4 separate regions of the Mus musculus genome follow, and all the other regions are linked to region 4. A link is a contact called in public Micro-C and promoter capture Hi-C data. All regions are on one chromosome and are shown on one strand. Each heading gives the region's core, a stretch centred on a gene start, on an enhancer-like site or on the middle of the called end of the contact. The rest is flanking DNA. Distances are from core to core; before and after follow the strand shown. Region 1 holds the start of Zfp64 (zinc finger protein 64). Region 2 has its middle 22 kb from the start of Gm25214. Region 3 overlaps Zfp64 (zinc finger protein 64). Region 4 holds the start of Atp9a (ATPase, class II, type 9A).

Region 1 (3,511 bases), core at 661-3,160, 210 kb after region 4:
TTTCTGTAGACTCCTTTGATTCTGTCCCGTTTCCTCCCGGACTAAGACATGGCATCTGCGTGTTATGGTGTCCTGTGGTAGACATACCAAGGACAAAGATGCTAGGGCCGACATTTTGTAAGTCACCTTGCAATGGGCGTTAGAAAGCAACAGAAGGCCTTCCTGCTCGGGACTGCTGCTGCCAGGTGGCTGCAAGAATAGCCCCAGGACTAGAGAAACACGGAGGAAGGAAGCCATATTTGCATAGCTAAGGGTGTCTTCGTGGTGGTGGGAGACTGGGGTCCAGAGTGAAGGAGTTCGGTGCTAAGTTATGCTCTGGTATTCACAAAAGGAACAAGTTGCAATGGGGACCTTTCTCAGCACCCTGAAACTGTCACAGTCAACAGGCACTTTACCCAAGGCTTTCTCATCTGCAAAATGGGGACAAGACAGATGATCTCTTCCTGAGCCAGCCTGCTCTATAGAGTGAGTTCCAGGACAGCCAGGGCTTCGCAGAGAAACCCTGTCGAATAACCAAAAAACAAAACCAAACAACAACAACAACAACAAAACAAAGACAGATCTCTCCTTAGGATCCTTATAGATAAATTCTCTGATGTGGGGACTGATTTCCCATTCCAGAGTAAGTCATCTGGTGGGGTCGTCCCTCTTTAAAACACAACCCGAAGTCCACAGCACTGGAAGACACTGAGACACATGGGGTGGGTGGGGACTGGGTTTAGAGTTCAGAGGACACTCAGGCAAGTTTGGGGAGCCAATGGCTATAATATCTGCAGTTAGCAAAGTGACTCAGGTGTTTGCGAACCTTGTCCACAGCTTTTCAAACATCTGAGGCTCCAGGCACAAGGAAAGACCTGGGATTCCGGCCCCACCCTCCCTCGGAGACCTGCAGGGGATGGACCAAGCAGCCTGTTTTGAACACATGCGCTCCAGGTGGCCGGTCCACGGTTCAGTCCGTGGCCCGTACTTTGGGGAACAAAGGCACATGGAGATAGCAATAGCTTATAGGATGTCAGGAAAATAGCAGAACCTCAAACTCACTGCAAGTCACCCCCAGCCAGGTCTTTCACACCCATATCATCCCCTACCCTGAGTGCCAGGATGGCTCTGCAAACCTGTCCGCGAGCCCCTCAGGGATGCTCCAACCTGAGCCACTGAAGCAGAAGTTTCCCTACCAGTTGGCCTGGATCACCCCACTTTCTCCTCTCCTCTGCGCCCCAAACTCCACCCGGCGGGGCAGGGGAGGTGGTGACAGTCTCCTCGCCGCGTGGCCTCCCCTGGTCTTGCCTCCCCTGGGGTACTGCAAGAGTTCCAGGCGGCTCCCGACCTGACACGCCGACTGGGCTGGCGGGGACAGGCATGCAAGGTGCGCCGTCACCCCGATCCCGGGGCCTGCTGGCTCTGTCCGGGCCAGGCCCCAGCTGCGTCTGTTCAGTACTTACTTTGCATCGATCCAGAAAAGGTGTCTCCTTCCACGCTCGCGTTCATGGCCCCAGACCTTGGGGCGCCGCTCCCGGAGCCCCACGGCTCGCTCTACATTATGCAAAGACTTTTCTCCTGCATATTTCCCGCACCAGCCAGTCTTCTCCCAACTCTGTGAGGCGGGGACGGATGTACAACCAGCGCCACTTCCGCTGCCTAGAGGGCGCTGGCCCCTTGCACCCAGCCCGACTCCCAGGCGGTGCTCTCCCGAGGAACCGGGAAAGGTCGTGGAGTCTAAGACCCGAGTACACCGATCCCTCCACCCTATCCCAGGCATGCCAGGGACTCTGTGGTCGCCTTGCGCCTTTGCATCTTGCCCTCCTGGAGACGCTCATTCCTTCGCAGATGCCAGGAGGATGCGCTGCCGGCCTGGGAGAGTGGAGCCCCAAATCCCGGGGTGCTCCCCTAGGGCAGATCCGGCAGCGTAACACCGGGGCGGGGCCTTTGCCCTGCTGCTGGGTTGAGCCGGTGAGATGGCTCAGCAGGGGTAGGGCACACGTCACCAAGCCTGGTTTCCTGCCAGCCAGCTCACATGGTGGAAACAGACTCAAGCATCTGCATGTACAATATAAGTAACTTAAAAAAAAAAAAAAAAGAGATTAGTGTGTAGTAGATGGGAGAATTCATTGGGGCTCTGCTCCACGGGGGCTTCAGTATTTCACGCAGCATGGAGGGTTTGTTAGAATTGCTTGGGGATGGTGAACTGGAAAGAAGGCATAGTGGCTAAGAGTCTGTGCTGCTCTTGCAACGAATCCCAGCGCCCACATTAGGTGACTCACAACTATTTGCAACTCTTCCCCGAGAATCCTGCACTGAAGAACTGACCTTAGCTCTAACCTTGAGCTTACCCAGAAGGTTCCACAGCCCCTTTTTATTTCCTGTTATGATCTAAGCCACAAAGTCACTCCAAGGGTCAGACTCTGAGAGGTTTATTGGGGAGGGGCTTAGAGTGGCTGCCTCTGGGAAGGGTGGAGGTGAGCAAGGGCGTTGATCAAAAAGAGGCGGGAAGAAAGTCCGCCTTTTAGGGACTATAGCACATGCGCAGGGGAGGAATGTGGCTCAACTTGGCTCCTACTGATGACGTAATTGCCGTCTCAGGGTCCCTGGGTAGGTTGTGGAAGATGTCTAGTAACTACCATCCCTCCCTTTCGTTCAATATAAAAGAGGAGGAACTAAGAAGGGGTGATGTTGAGGCCGGAGAGCAATTTGGACTATTTCCTGTTGTCCGGGGTTGTCGCATGTTCGGGCATTGCTGATCCTCACCATCAGGGCACACTCCGTAACCATGAGACTCAGGCTTTGTGGCTAGCAGCCCGTAGTCCCGTAACAGTAAATTAGTTGTTTGATTAGAGAGTTTTTTGAGTTTGTTGTTGAAGAAATGCCAGAGGAGAAGAAATTGATAAAAGAGGGTTCGATGACAGCCAGGAGGGGCAAGATTTGAACTGCCCTTTCATCATGTCTGGCAGCTATTGCGTGCAACAGGAATTGGTAAGAGCTCTTCTCCGTGTGTCACCCCCAACTTGGGGAAGAGAAATATTAGCATGCAAACTCCTGACCAACTAGGGTGGTAGGCCAGAGTGCCACAAAGAATCGAGGGGATATGAACGGGCAGGCACTGGGGCTGAGATGAGGTAGCAAGGTTACGGTTTTGTTGCAGTCTAGGGAACGTGTCCCAGGTGCCATAAGACAGTTTGTCACACCAAAGAGGATGATATGAAAAAAGGGAGTCAGAGTGACCCCAGGCTCAGTGAATTTGGTGAATGGGGAGGGAGGGTTATTTGACAGGGTCACAGGAGAAGCTATAAGAGGCAGTTGTGAGCTAGTCCCAGGAGGCCGTCTCCACAGCCAGCCATCTCCAAAGCTGCCACATTGGGTGACATTAAGGAGTCAGTAGGCTGAGGCCAGATCTGAAGCAGGAGACAGGTTTGTATTATTTAGGAGAGGGCACATCAAAGATGTCAAACACACCTTGGAGGAGTGTTTAATTACCTCCTTCACCTATCTCCAGAGGTTGGGTACTCAGTCGGGA
Region 2 (3,307 bases), core at 710-3,209, 160 kb after region 4:
GCTGCTCTGAGAAGCAATATGGATTAGAAAAAGAAAAGGAAAGAGAATCGACCACCACCATGGTCATGGCTGGTTGTGTAGCTCTGGGGTAGAGTATTCGCCTAGTATACACAAGACTCTGGGCTCGCCGGGCAGATGGTGGCGCACACCTTTAATCCCAGCACTTGGGAGGCAGAGGCAGGCGGATTTCTGAGTTCGAGGCCAGCCTGGTCTACAAAGTGAGTTCCAGGACAGCCAGGACTATACAGAGAAACTCTGTCTTGAAAAACCAAAAAACCAAAAACCCAAAAACCCAAAACCCCAAAGCCCCAACCCCCCCCCCCCCCAAAAGACTCTGGGCTCAGGCTGGAAAGATGGCTCAGTGGTTAAGAGCGCTGACTGCTATTCCAAAGGTCCTGAGTTTAATTCCCCACAGCCATCTACAATGTGATCTGATACCCTCTTCTGGTGTGTCTGAAGATAGCTACAGTGTACTATACACATAGAATAAATAAATAAATCTTAAAAAAAAAGAGTCTGGGCTCTGTTAATGTAAAATGGTCGGGAGTTCTCATTTCCAACCACACCCGTGGCCGGAGTGTCAGCCCCAAGCAAGAAGACACATGCAGACGTAGGTATAGGAACCTGCTGACCAGTCCTCTCCAGCAGGGGGCGCTCCACGGCGTGGGCTACGTTTCAAATCAGGTTTTGCTTTGTTAGATAGTTATTGCTCAGTTAGATGTCATATTAAGTTGATGGGTCTGTGGTTATTATAAAATGAGTAGTTAATGTTTCAGCTTTAATTTCTAATGTAGAAAGCACAAGAGGACATCAGCTTGTTGGAGGCTGTGGTGGTTTGTGGTGGAGAACACTTGGTCTTGGGTTGGCGTTGGTGTTTGGGGGGCGGGGTTAGGTGGTGTAGCCTTGCTGGAGGAGAGCTCACTGGAGGCTGGTTTGAGACTAAAGCCCTTACGTGCTATTTGCTATTCGCAGTGTGCTCCCTGCTTCATGCTCGGGCCACCACATCTGCTGTTGGCTGCCAGGCTTTCCTGCCAGGACAGACCTCTTATTCCTCTGAAATCGTAAGCCCCCATGGACCCTTCTTTCTATAAGTTACCTTGGTTGTAAATTATCACAGCTTCAGAAAAGTAACGGATACAGAGCCTTCAGCGTTCAAGTGCAGTTGGGTCCTCAATAAGGGTCTCACAACTACTTGGCATTCTAGCATTAGGCCACCATTGCCCAGGTCCCCTGAGGGAGGGATTCTGCAAGCTCCCCAGGACCTCCTAGCTTTTTCTCATTTTTAAAAATGACATTCATTTATTCTCACCGACCCCTCTTGTGTGAGTGTGTGTGTGATGGTGTGTGTGTGGAGGTTAAGGGACAATCTGTGGAAGCCGGCTCTCTTCTACCACCGCATGGTCAGCTTGGTGGCAACTGACTTTATTTGTTAAGCCCTCTCTATTCCCCACTGCAGGGTCTCACATAGAGCAGGCTGTCCTCAAATTCCTTTGGTTTTGTTTTTCAAGACAAGGTTTCTCTGTATAGTCTTGGCTGTCCTGAAACTCGCTCTATAGACCAGGCTGGCCTTGAACTTATAGAGATACACCTGCCTCTGCCTACCAAGTGCTGGGATGAAAGTTGTGGGACACCATCAAACAGCTCACATTCTTATTGTAGGTGAGGCCTTGAACTAACATTCATATTCTCTCTCTCTCTCTCTCTCTCTCTCTCTCTCTCTCTCTCTCTCTCTCTCGTTCTCTAAAAGACAGCATTCTTTGTGTAGCCCTGGCTGTCCTCTGTAGACTAGGGGGGCCTTGAACTCAGAGAGCCAACCAAGTACGGGGATGAAAGTCGTGTGCCACCACCACCAAACTGAAGCCTTGAGTTCTTGAGTCTCTTACTTCAGTTTCTGAGTGCTGGGCTACAGGAGTCCACCACCATGCCCTGTCCCCTCCTACATCCTGTCAGTTAAGAGATGCCAAGAGGCAAACCAGATGCCGTGAACTCTAGGAAGCAGCTCTATCTTCTTACCTCAAGGGTCGGGCCTGGCTTTTCCAGCTTCCTGGATTCCCAGCATGCTTTTATCAAGCAGGTAAACACCGTCAGAATGTCCACTTCTCTAAGTCACCCTTGGTGCAATGAACACCCAGGGCCAACCGATTTGGGAGTGTAATTTCCTTCTGCCCACTAGATGGCAGCAGCACGCCCCCAGCTCCTAACGAGTGCTCCAGCTACCCTGGCTACACTTACAGGCCTTGAGTTGTTAGTGTCCCCACGACCCGACCCCTGCATGTTTCCAGGGATGCCCGGCTGCCTCATCTGCTGGGGTGAGGTGCAATCTTCCTCATTAAGAGGAGAAAGCTGACCTTCCTTCATGCTTTGCCCTCCTATGGCACCCTGCCGCCCTGCCCATCAGCAATAGAAACTAACAGAGGTTCAGAGGCTCTGTGATTGCCATGCTGTAGCTCCATAGGTAAGCTGGCCAGCGACCGACGACAGTCTCTGGAGTCAGGCTGTGCCCCTCCAGATGCTGGGGCAACATCATTAAATCTGCTCATTTCATGAAATCAGAAGGGGCGTGCTCCTGAGCTGCAGGCAGAGGGAGGGGTGCTGTAGGTATCTTATTTTCTACTGAAGGAATTCACAGATTGAGACCAATTGCCTTGGTCCCAGAGATGGCTGAGCCTCTAAAACTGTACAGGAGACAATCAGGTTGTATTTAATGTAGGAAGCACAGCTTCCAGAAAGCGCTAGAAAGAGCAGAACTGGGGCTGGAGAGATGGCTCAGTGGTTAAGGACACTGACCGTTCTTCCAGAGGTTCAGAGTTCAATTTCCAGCTACCACATGGTGGCTCACAACCATCTGTAATGGGAGCTAGTGCCCTCTTCTGGCCTGCAGGTGTACATACAGGCCTTTTTTTTTTTTTTTTCCTTCAAAGAAAGAAATGTCCACCCGGAAGGCTGGAGAGGATGTTGTCTAACAACCTGGTGACCTTTCCCTATTCTGAGGAGCCAGTCTTAGGCCTTAATTTTGAGCTTTTGTCTCTCTGCAAATAGAGAGCCCTTCCTTTATTCAGAGGCTCCACTACTCTGCATCCATCCTTAGAATCCATCCTTATGTTTATCACAATCCCTCCTCCCCAGGCCCGGATTCCTGAGGCTTTGCTAAGGGAGTGTCCTGAGCTTTGTTGGGATAACTGTGGAGACCTTCTTTCCAAAGCTTTACGATATTTAAAGGCTTAAGGAAAAAAAAAAACAAAACTGTCTGGCCAAACTCTGGAAGCTTTTGACCTAGAGCCTGCTCCTCAACTTGGTTCCGTTAGCA
Region 3 (3,408 bases), core at 532-3,031, 180 kb after region 4:
GAGGCCCTGGGTTTCGTTCCCAGCACCCACATGGCAGTTGGCAATCATTTGTAACTCTAGTCCCAGGGCATCCAATGCCCTCTTCTGGTCTCCACGGGCACTACACGCACACAGTATACAAACATACACAGGCAAAACAAACACAAAATAAAAATACAAATAAATTGCTTAAGAGAAAATGTGTGTAAAGGACCAACGGACAGTAACTAACTCAGAATATTGGTTGCCATTCTGGTTGTGGGAAACCAACCCCTCCTCTTCCTGCACTATAATACTTCCTGTGACTATTTTCAAATAGAAAAAGGATTGTGAATTGTATGGATTTTAGTGGGCATAAAATCACCATACAGGAAAATACTTTGGAAGCACTTTGGTATAAAAGACAGATTTGGGGGCTGGAGAGACGGTTTAGTGACCAACATGCTTATTGCTTTTGCAGAGGACCCCAGTTTAGTTCCTGGCAGCACATGGTGGCTCACAGCTTCCAGTTCCAGGCAATGCAGCGCCCTCTTCTGGTCTCCACAGGCACTGCATACACATGGTGCACAGACATGCGTGCAGTCAGAACACATACAAAATAAAACTGAGTAAAGTTGGAGGTGGTGGTGCAAAGCACTCAGGAGACAGAGGCAGGTCGATCATGTGAGTTTGAGACTAGCCTGGTCAGAGCTACGCAGAGAAACCCCATCTTGGAAAGCAAAACAACCACCTGTATACACACAAAATAAGTCATTACAAATGCCATGTATTTTCCAGGTCACATCCTCAGACTCAAACCATTAACGTTAGAGAGCAGAGACAAAATATGCCTTCCCAAATTCGAGCTACTTAAAAACCAGGGAACACAGCTTTAGCCCCCGGATTGCAGCTCCTCTAAACAGCTTCCTAAAACAGAAACAGCAACGCAGCTGGACGTGCAGGGGAGGGACACGACAGAAGCCCAGAGGTGGAGGTCCAAGCAGGCAAACGGATTCCCACGAACCTTGTATGCTGTGGGGCTTTCTGATTTTTACCCAATTTGAAGTAAGCGAGTCATTATTCTTGCTCATATGAAAAGAGAGAATTTCTGGCCAAGAGTGGAGACAGTGACATCATAAGAATTGCACTCAGATAAAGGATAAAAGAAAACAGAGGAAGGAGACAGATTCAGAAGGCAGCGATCCCAGGATCTTGAACTTCACATTTTCCAAAGGTAAGACCTGAGTGTGATCCCTTAGCCCCAGCCTCCTTCTGTGACCCTGTTTGGCCTTCAACTTGCTACAGATTTGGGGTTAACCTTCAACTTCTGATCCTCCTGCCTTTAGTCCCAGACTACTGGAAGGTGTTTTTTTTTTTTTTTTTTTTTTTTTTTTTTTTTAATACAAGCATGCACCGTGGGGGTTGTATGTGTGTGTGTGTATGATGGGACCCAGGTCTTCTTGCACATTAGGCAAGCACTCTTATTGACAGAGCCTACAACCTCAGAGCTTTGAACAATTGTTTTAGACTCACCCAGTTTATTACCCAAAGCAGAAATCATCTCTTCATATAAAAGTGAGATGATTGCATGACTACTTTCATTAAATAAATTCATGTTACTGAAGAATGAAGGCAGGCCATTGTGGCCAAGACGTGACCAGGCAGTCCCACAACATTCTAAGACGATTTTTTTTGTTGTTGTTCATAGTAACGGACAGCTCTCATCTGTCAATCCTGGCAGACACTGGAAACCAGAGAGACACTCCTAGACTTTTGTTTCACATTCTTGGGCATTCTGGCTTGCTCTTTGGTGCCACCTAACGACCGACTCAAAAGGGAACGGTTAGAATTTTTCCTTTTGCTTTTGAGCAAGGTCTCCTCTAGACCCCAAGCTTGATGAACATGTAAGAAACCACGTCTGAGAAAGCCCCTTCAAGTCTTAATAGGATCCAACATCTTATTAACATCTAAGCAGAAACGTCAGAATCCTCAAGTCCGAAGTTTCAAATGTGTGGGAGCCAGATGTGGCAAGTGGCACTCGAGCTTGTAACCCTATAATCCCTGCAGGCGGAAGGAAGGCTGATTCTCCTGGATCTTATCTAAGGTCATCCTGGCCTACAGAGACTTTGTCTCCAAAACAAAAATAAAGACAGGGCAGTTTGGGTGGCTGTAGGTGTCTGCTAAGGAGGGAGGTGTTTATGAGATGAGCCCAAGCCCCTGCTGCTGAAGCTCCCTGATTCTGTAACAAAGCATAGGAGGGATGGTTAATCAGTTAAGAGTGTGTGCACTGCTCTTGCAGAGGGCCCAGGTTTATGTTCCAGCACCCAAGCCAATCACTGGTAACTCCAGCTCCAGGAGCATCTCACATCCTTTCTAGCCTCTGTGGGTACCTGCACTGATGTGCACGCATGCACATACGTAATGAAAAAGAAACTTCATCCTTCACCCTCTCTACTCATATTTTGAAGTGCAACAAAGTATCTCTATTCAGTGTGTGTGTGTGTGTGTGTGTGTGTTTTAAGATTTATTTGTTTATTTGAGTACACTGTAGCTGTTTTCAGACACACCAGAAGAGTGCATCAGATCCCATTACAGATGGTTGTGAGCCACCATGTGGTGGCTGGGATTTGAACTCAGAACCTCTGGAAGAGCAGTCAGTGCTCTTAATCACTGAGCCATCTCTCCAGCCCTGTTCCGTGTGTTTTAGCCAGGCGTGAGGGCACTGTTCCTTTTGGCTCATCTCCAGCACTCATTAGAAAATGGTCCATCATAGTAGGGATCCATGTAGGGACATAAGTAGTCCACACAGGCACAGACAAACAGACATACACACACACACACACACACACACACACACACACACACACACACACACACACACACACAGTCTCTCCCCCCAATCTCTCTCTCACACACACACACATATATTCTCTCTTACACACACCCACTCAGTCTCTCTCACACAGACTCTCTCTCCCTCCACACACCCAATCTCTTTCTCTCACACACACATACATTCTCTCTTACACACCCACCCAGTCTCTCTCTCTCTCTCACACACACACACACACACACACACACAGTCTCTCTCGCTCCCCCAACTCACACACACAGTCACTCTCTCTCTCTCTCTCACACACACACACAGTCTCTCTCGCTCCCCCAACTCACACACACAGTCTCTCTCTCTCTCTCTCTCTCTCTCTCACACACACACACACACACACTGTGTACATACAAACTATACAATACAAACTATACGATGAAAAACCCAAACCCAAACACCTTTATTCCAGTTGAAAAAAATTAAATCCGAAACATGGAAAAACAAACGAATGTATTCAGTCCTACTGTGGTGAATTCCAACTCCACATTGGAATCAGCCTTGGTAACCATTAAGACACAATCAACAAGAGCTTGAGGGAGAATGGTCTCCACGTTGATACCCTG
Region 4 (3,293 bases), core at 303-2,802:
CCTCAACCAAGACCGCCATTTAAAATCAGCAGGGGGCCTTCGGAAAGACACAAAGGCTAGGCCAAGTGGCACGGGATGCCATCCCACCTAATCTACCAAGGTGGCTGAGGCAGGAGTGTCCCAAGTAAGTCTCTCCTGTGCTCAGAGAACATTCAGAGCCAGGAGAAGAATTTCAGTGAGACCCCCAACTTAAATAAAAGGCAGAAGCAGCTGAGGATACAGCCAAGCGTTTCACAACTCTTGTCTGAGCCCAACCCCCAACTCTGGGAAAGAAACAAAGACTCACACACAGCCTCCATCCCTTGCACAGGACCTCAGAACCCTCAAAGAAGCCCGCAAGCATCGCGCAGTGCCTCCCCCATTGTTTGTGTACCGCGCCCAATACCAGGTAACTACATAAAGGATCGCCCGGGACCACGGAGGGCAAGCTGGCACCATCAGGATACAGGTCATTTCCATTCTTCACATTTCAAAATTCAGCAGGTGGGTGAATCTGTGAGCACAGAGGCCACCGTCGAGACCCCAGATTCTCATTTCATAGTCTAAAATGAGGTCAGGGGTGGGCTTCAAGTTCCCCAGGTAAACTCCTACACCTGCACACCTATTAGGCAGACCTTGTTTAAGTCAGGTTTTTCCTAAGAATCACCTGGCACAGTCCCTGCATTTAACAAGGAGACACGAATCAACCGCGGCACATTACAGTCTACTTATCTTACTAATTAAAGTGTTTATTGCAGGGGTTGGGGTAGGGTTCCACACAGAGCTCTGACGAAGTGTCTTCATAAAAACTTATATTCTGGGGGATGGGGGGGGGGCGTGTAGCTCAGTGGTAGAATGGTTAACAGGCTGGAGGACCGGGTTTGGTCCCTAGCACCATCAAACCCCAAAACAATTTAAAAAGCCAACAAACACCACCCGCAGGAAGTGTGGAGCAGGAAATGTGGGAACCGTGTTCCAGTACCTTCCCGCCCCCGCCCCCACCCCCAGGCTTTCCGTTTCCGTTTCCCACTCGGTAGAATTGAGTAGAGCCTCCGAACTGAGGCCTCGGGGAAGCCAGGCACAAAGAGCCCACAAGATGGCAGCTGGCATCTCTCCTTCCTACACTGATACCTGCTCAGCAGCCCCACCCAGCTCCGGCGTCCCACGGCCGAGCTACAGGGAACCGGAGAGACGGCGCCGCAGGCCCCGCCCAGCCGCAGCGCCTTACCTGCGCGGCCCTAGAAACGCACCTCCCAGGTCCCACCCCCAGGGGCTCCGATTGGCGGCTGGAGGCGCGGCCTGGGACTCTGCATTCTCTCCAGCTCGACCTCTGTCCCCAGGGGATCGAGCCTGCCCCCGCCCCCAGCCCCTGGCGGGGTCCCCCGCCTGCCAGGACGGACTCCCGGGGGCCGCGGCAGGTGTCCCCTCCTCCCTGCCCACGGCCCGGCCACTCACCCCGCGCGCGGCCTACTGTCCACCCGCTTCTTGTGGCGCACGGGCTGCAGCGGGATGCTGTCCGTCATGTCGCCGCCCGCCGCGCCCCCTGCGCTCCCCGCGGCCTCCGCGCCGCCCCGGGGCAGGGGGAGAAGGCGCCGGCAGCGGGCGGGCCGGGCCCGCAGCGCAGGGGCGAGGTCGCGAGCGCCGGGCCACGCGCGGAGCCGCCCGCGCGGCCCGACCGACGGACACGGCCGCACCATGGGCCCCGCTCCGCGCTGCGCCCACGCGCGCGCCCGCCCGCCGCCCGGGGCCGCCGCAGTGTCCCCGCCCGCGCCGCGCGCCCCCCACGCGCGCCTCCCCCCGGCCACGCGCCCCCCGCCGTGTCCGTGCGCGCGAGCGCGAGCGCGCGTCCCGCCGCACTCACCCCACCCCGGGCATTCTCTCCTGCTCGCTCCGAGCGGCGCGCACTCACCCCGCCCTGCTCACCCCACCTCCACGCCGCGGCCACTCGCGCGCACAGCCTGCCTCCTCTGCTGCAACCTGCGCCTCGCGCTGGGGTCCCCCGAGTTTCGGGCCGGGGTTGGGGGGAGAAGGTGGGCAGGTTTTCGGACCCCCACACACCCTGTGGCATCAATCCCACCCCTCTCTCCAGCTGCATTCCTAAATCATAATAACAGAGTCACAGCAGCCTTCACCCAGACACAGTGATCGCATGCAAAGGCTGTATCAGTCAGTCTGTCTCTCTCTATCTCAAAAAGGATATTGTGAAAATGAAAACACTCTGGGCGCCAGAGAACAGCTCAGCATTTAAAAAGCAGCCACCATTGCTTGACACACCTGCAGCTTCAGCCCCAAGGGGTCGGAGAGGGCACCTGCGCTGACGTGGCATACACCCACGCAGGCATATGCTACTTAAAAGAATAATGAAAACAAACCTTAAAACCAGCACATAGGAGCTGAGTTTGGTGGTGTATGCCTTTGATCTCAGCACTTGGGAGGTAGAGGCAGGCTGAGTTCAAGGCCAACCTGGTCTACAGAGCCTTGATGAGCCAGGGATATACAGAGAAACGATGTCTCTAAATAAATAATCAATCGACCAGCATATAGAGGGCTAGAGAGATGGTTCATTGGTTATGTTCACCAGCTGCACTTGTAGAGGACCTGGGTTCGATTTCCAGCACCCTTGTGCTAGCTGATCAATGTCGGTAGTCCAGCTCCAGGGGAAATGATGCCCTCTTGTGGCCATCGTTGGTATTGCATGCATATGATTCAAACATATGCAAAAAAAAAAAAAAAAAGTAAAATACACAAATCTTTTTTAAAATGAGTATGTATGTCAAGTCCCTCAAGATGTAACACCGTGTAACTACCATAAACGATGCTGAACTATGAGGGGCAGTTTCTGCTGATGTTTTCTGCCAGGGTCCCTATCTTTTATAGTATTTTCTCTATCGAGAAAGGATACCAAACAAATAACAAAAGTGACTGAGATTCCAAAGACATTCCCCAAGGAAGGAGGCATCAGAAGTATTTTTGAGGGAAAACACTATTCTTCTACCAGCTGAGCTGGCTGGCTTACTTCTTCCTCTTCATTTCTAAAATGGTGCAACAGGGCCAGGTCCTAGGTTTTGTCCGCAGCATCAAGACACACGTACACTCGCGCGCGCGCGCGCGCACACACACACACACACACACACACACACACCACCACCACCACCACCACAACCACACCATATGTGCCATGGCACACAGAGCTCAGTATGTGCATATAGGTAGACCCATTAGAGTAAGAGAGCAAATCCTACCTCCGGACCCACATCTGTCCCCAGCTCCTCACACAGGATCTCACTACATAGCCCTGACCTGGAACTCTAGAC

The links. Promoter capture Hi-C pulls out the DNA fragments that hold promoters and counts their contacts. A called contact is a pair of places that touch in the nucleus more often than the background predicts. Capture Hi-C pulls out chosen DNA fragments and counts their contacts.
Region 1: a contact with region 4 is called in a promoter capture Hi-C map of pancreatic islet. The contact joins the promoter of Zfp64 here to the promoter of Atp9a in region 4. A contact is called at or near these places in 5 of 39 promoter capture datasets (embryonic stem cells, frontonasal cranial neural crest, hippocampal neurons and 2 more), 1 of 484 Hi-C or Micro-C datasets (embryonic stem cells), 4 of 115 datasets of contacts at active chromatin or transcription factors (embryonic stem cells and stem cell-derived neural progenitor cells) and 3 of 9 other capture datasets (adipose tissue, embryonic stem cells and pancreatic islet).
Region 2: a contact with region 4 is called in a promoter capture Hi-C map of embryonic stem cells, with 2.6 times the contacts expected there. The contact joins the enhancer-like site here to the promoter of Atp9a in region 4. A contact is called at or near these places in 3 of 39 promoter capture datasets (cranial neural crest, embryonic stem cells and maxillary cranial neural crest) and 6 of 115 datasets of contacts at active chromatin or transcription factors (embryonic forebrain, embryonic hindbrain, embryonic stem cells and 3 more).
Region 3: a Micro-C map of palatal mesenchyme shows a contact between it and region 4, with 2.5 times the contacts expected there. The contact joins the enhancer-like site here to the promoter of Atp9a in region 4. A contact is called at or near these places in 3 of 484 Hi-C or Micro-C datasets (embryonic stem cells, nephron progenitors and palatal mesenchyme), 5 of 115 datasets of contacts at active chromatin or transcription factors (craniofacial prominence, embryonic forebrain, embryonic hindbrain and 2 more) and 3 of 9 other capture datasets (adipose tissue, liver and pancreatic islet).

Annotation. Positions count from the first base shown.
Region 1 is chr2:168,953,677-168,957,187 of GRCm38.p6, forward strand. It overlaps Zfp64 (zinc finger protein 64), which reads right to left and starts at 1,911. Exons shown (of 6, transcript NM_009564.2): 1 at 1,443-1,911. The coding sequence starts at 1,488. Gm39993 (a long non-coding RNA gene) reads left to right here and starts at 2,407. Exons shown (of 2, transcript XR_867023.3): 1 at 2,407-2,970.
Region 2 is chr2:168,902,187-168,905,493 of GRCm38.p6, forward strand. It overlaps a transcript of Zfp64 not described here. Among named protein-coding and RNA genes, the nearest start is that of Gm25214, 22 kb to the left of the region's middle. Within about 2 kb of position 1,960, at least 13 of the 459 cell types and tissues checked have an H3K27ac peak or open chromatin away from gene starts, as enhancers often do.
Region 3 is chr2:168,922,145-168,925,552 of GRCm38.p6, forward strand. It overlaps Zfp64 (zinc finger protein 64), which reads right to left. Exons shown (of 6, transcript NM_009564.2): 6 at 3,217-3,408. Among named protein-coding and RNA genes, the nearest start is that of Zfp64, 32 kb to the right of the region's middle. Within about 2 kb of position 1,782, at least 4 of the 459 cell types and tissues checked have an H3K27ac peak or open chromatin away from gene starts, as enhancers often do. A contact at or near this core is called in palatal mesenchyme, where this site is marked.
Region 4 is chr2:168,740,248-168,743,540 of GRCm38.p6, forward strand. Atp9a (ATPase, class II, type 9A) reads right to left here and starts at 1,553. Exons shown (of 28, transcript NM_015731.3): 1 at 1,435-1,553. The coding sequence starts at 1,502.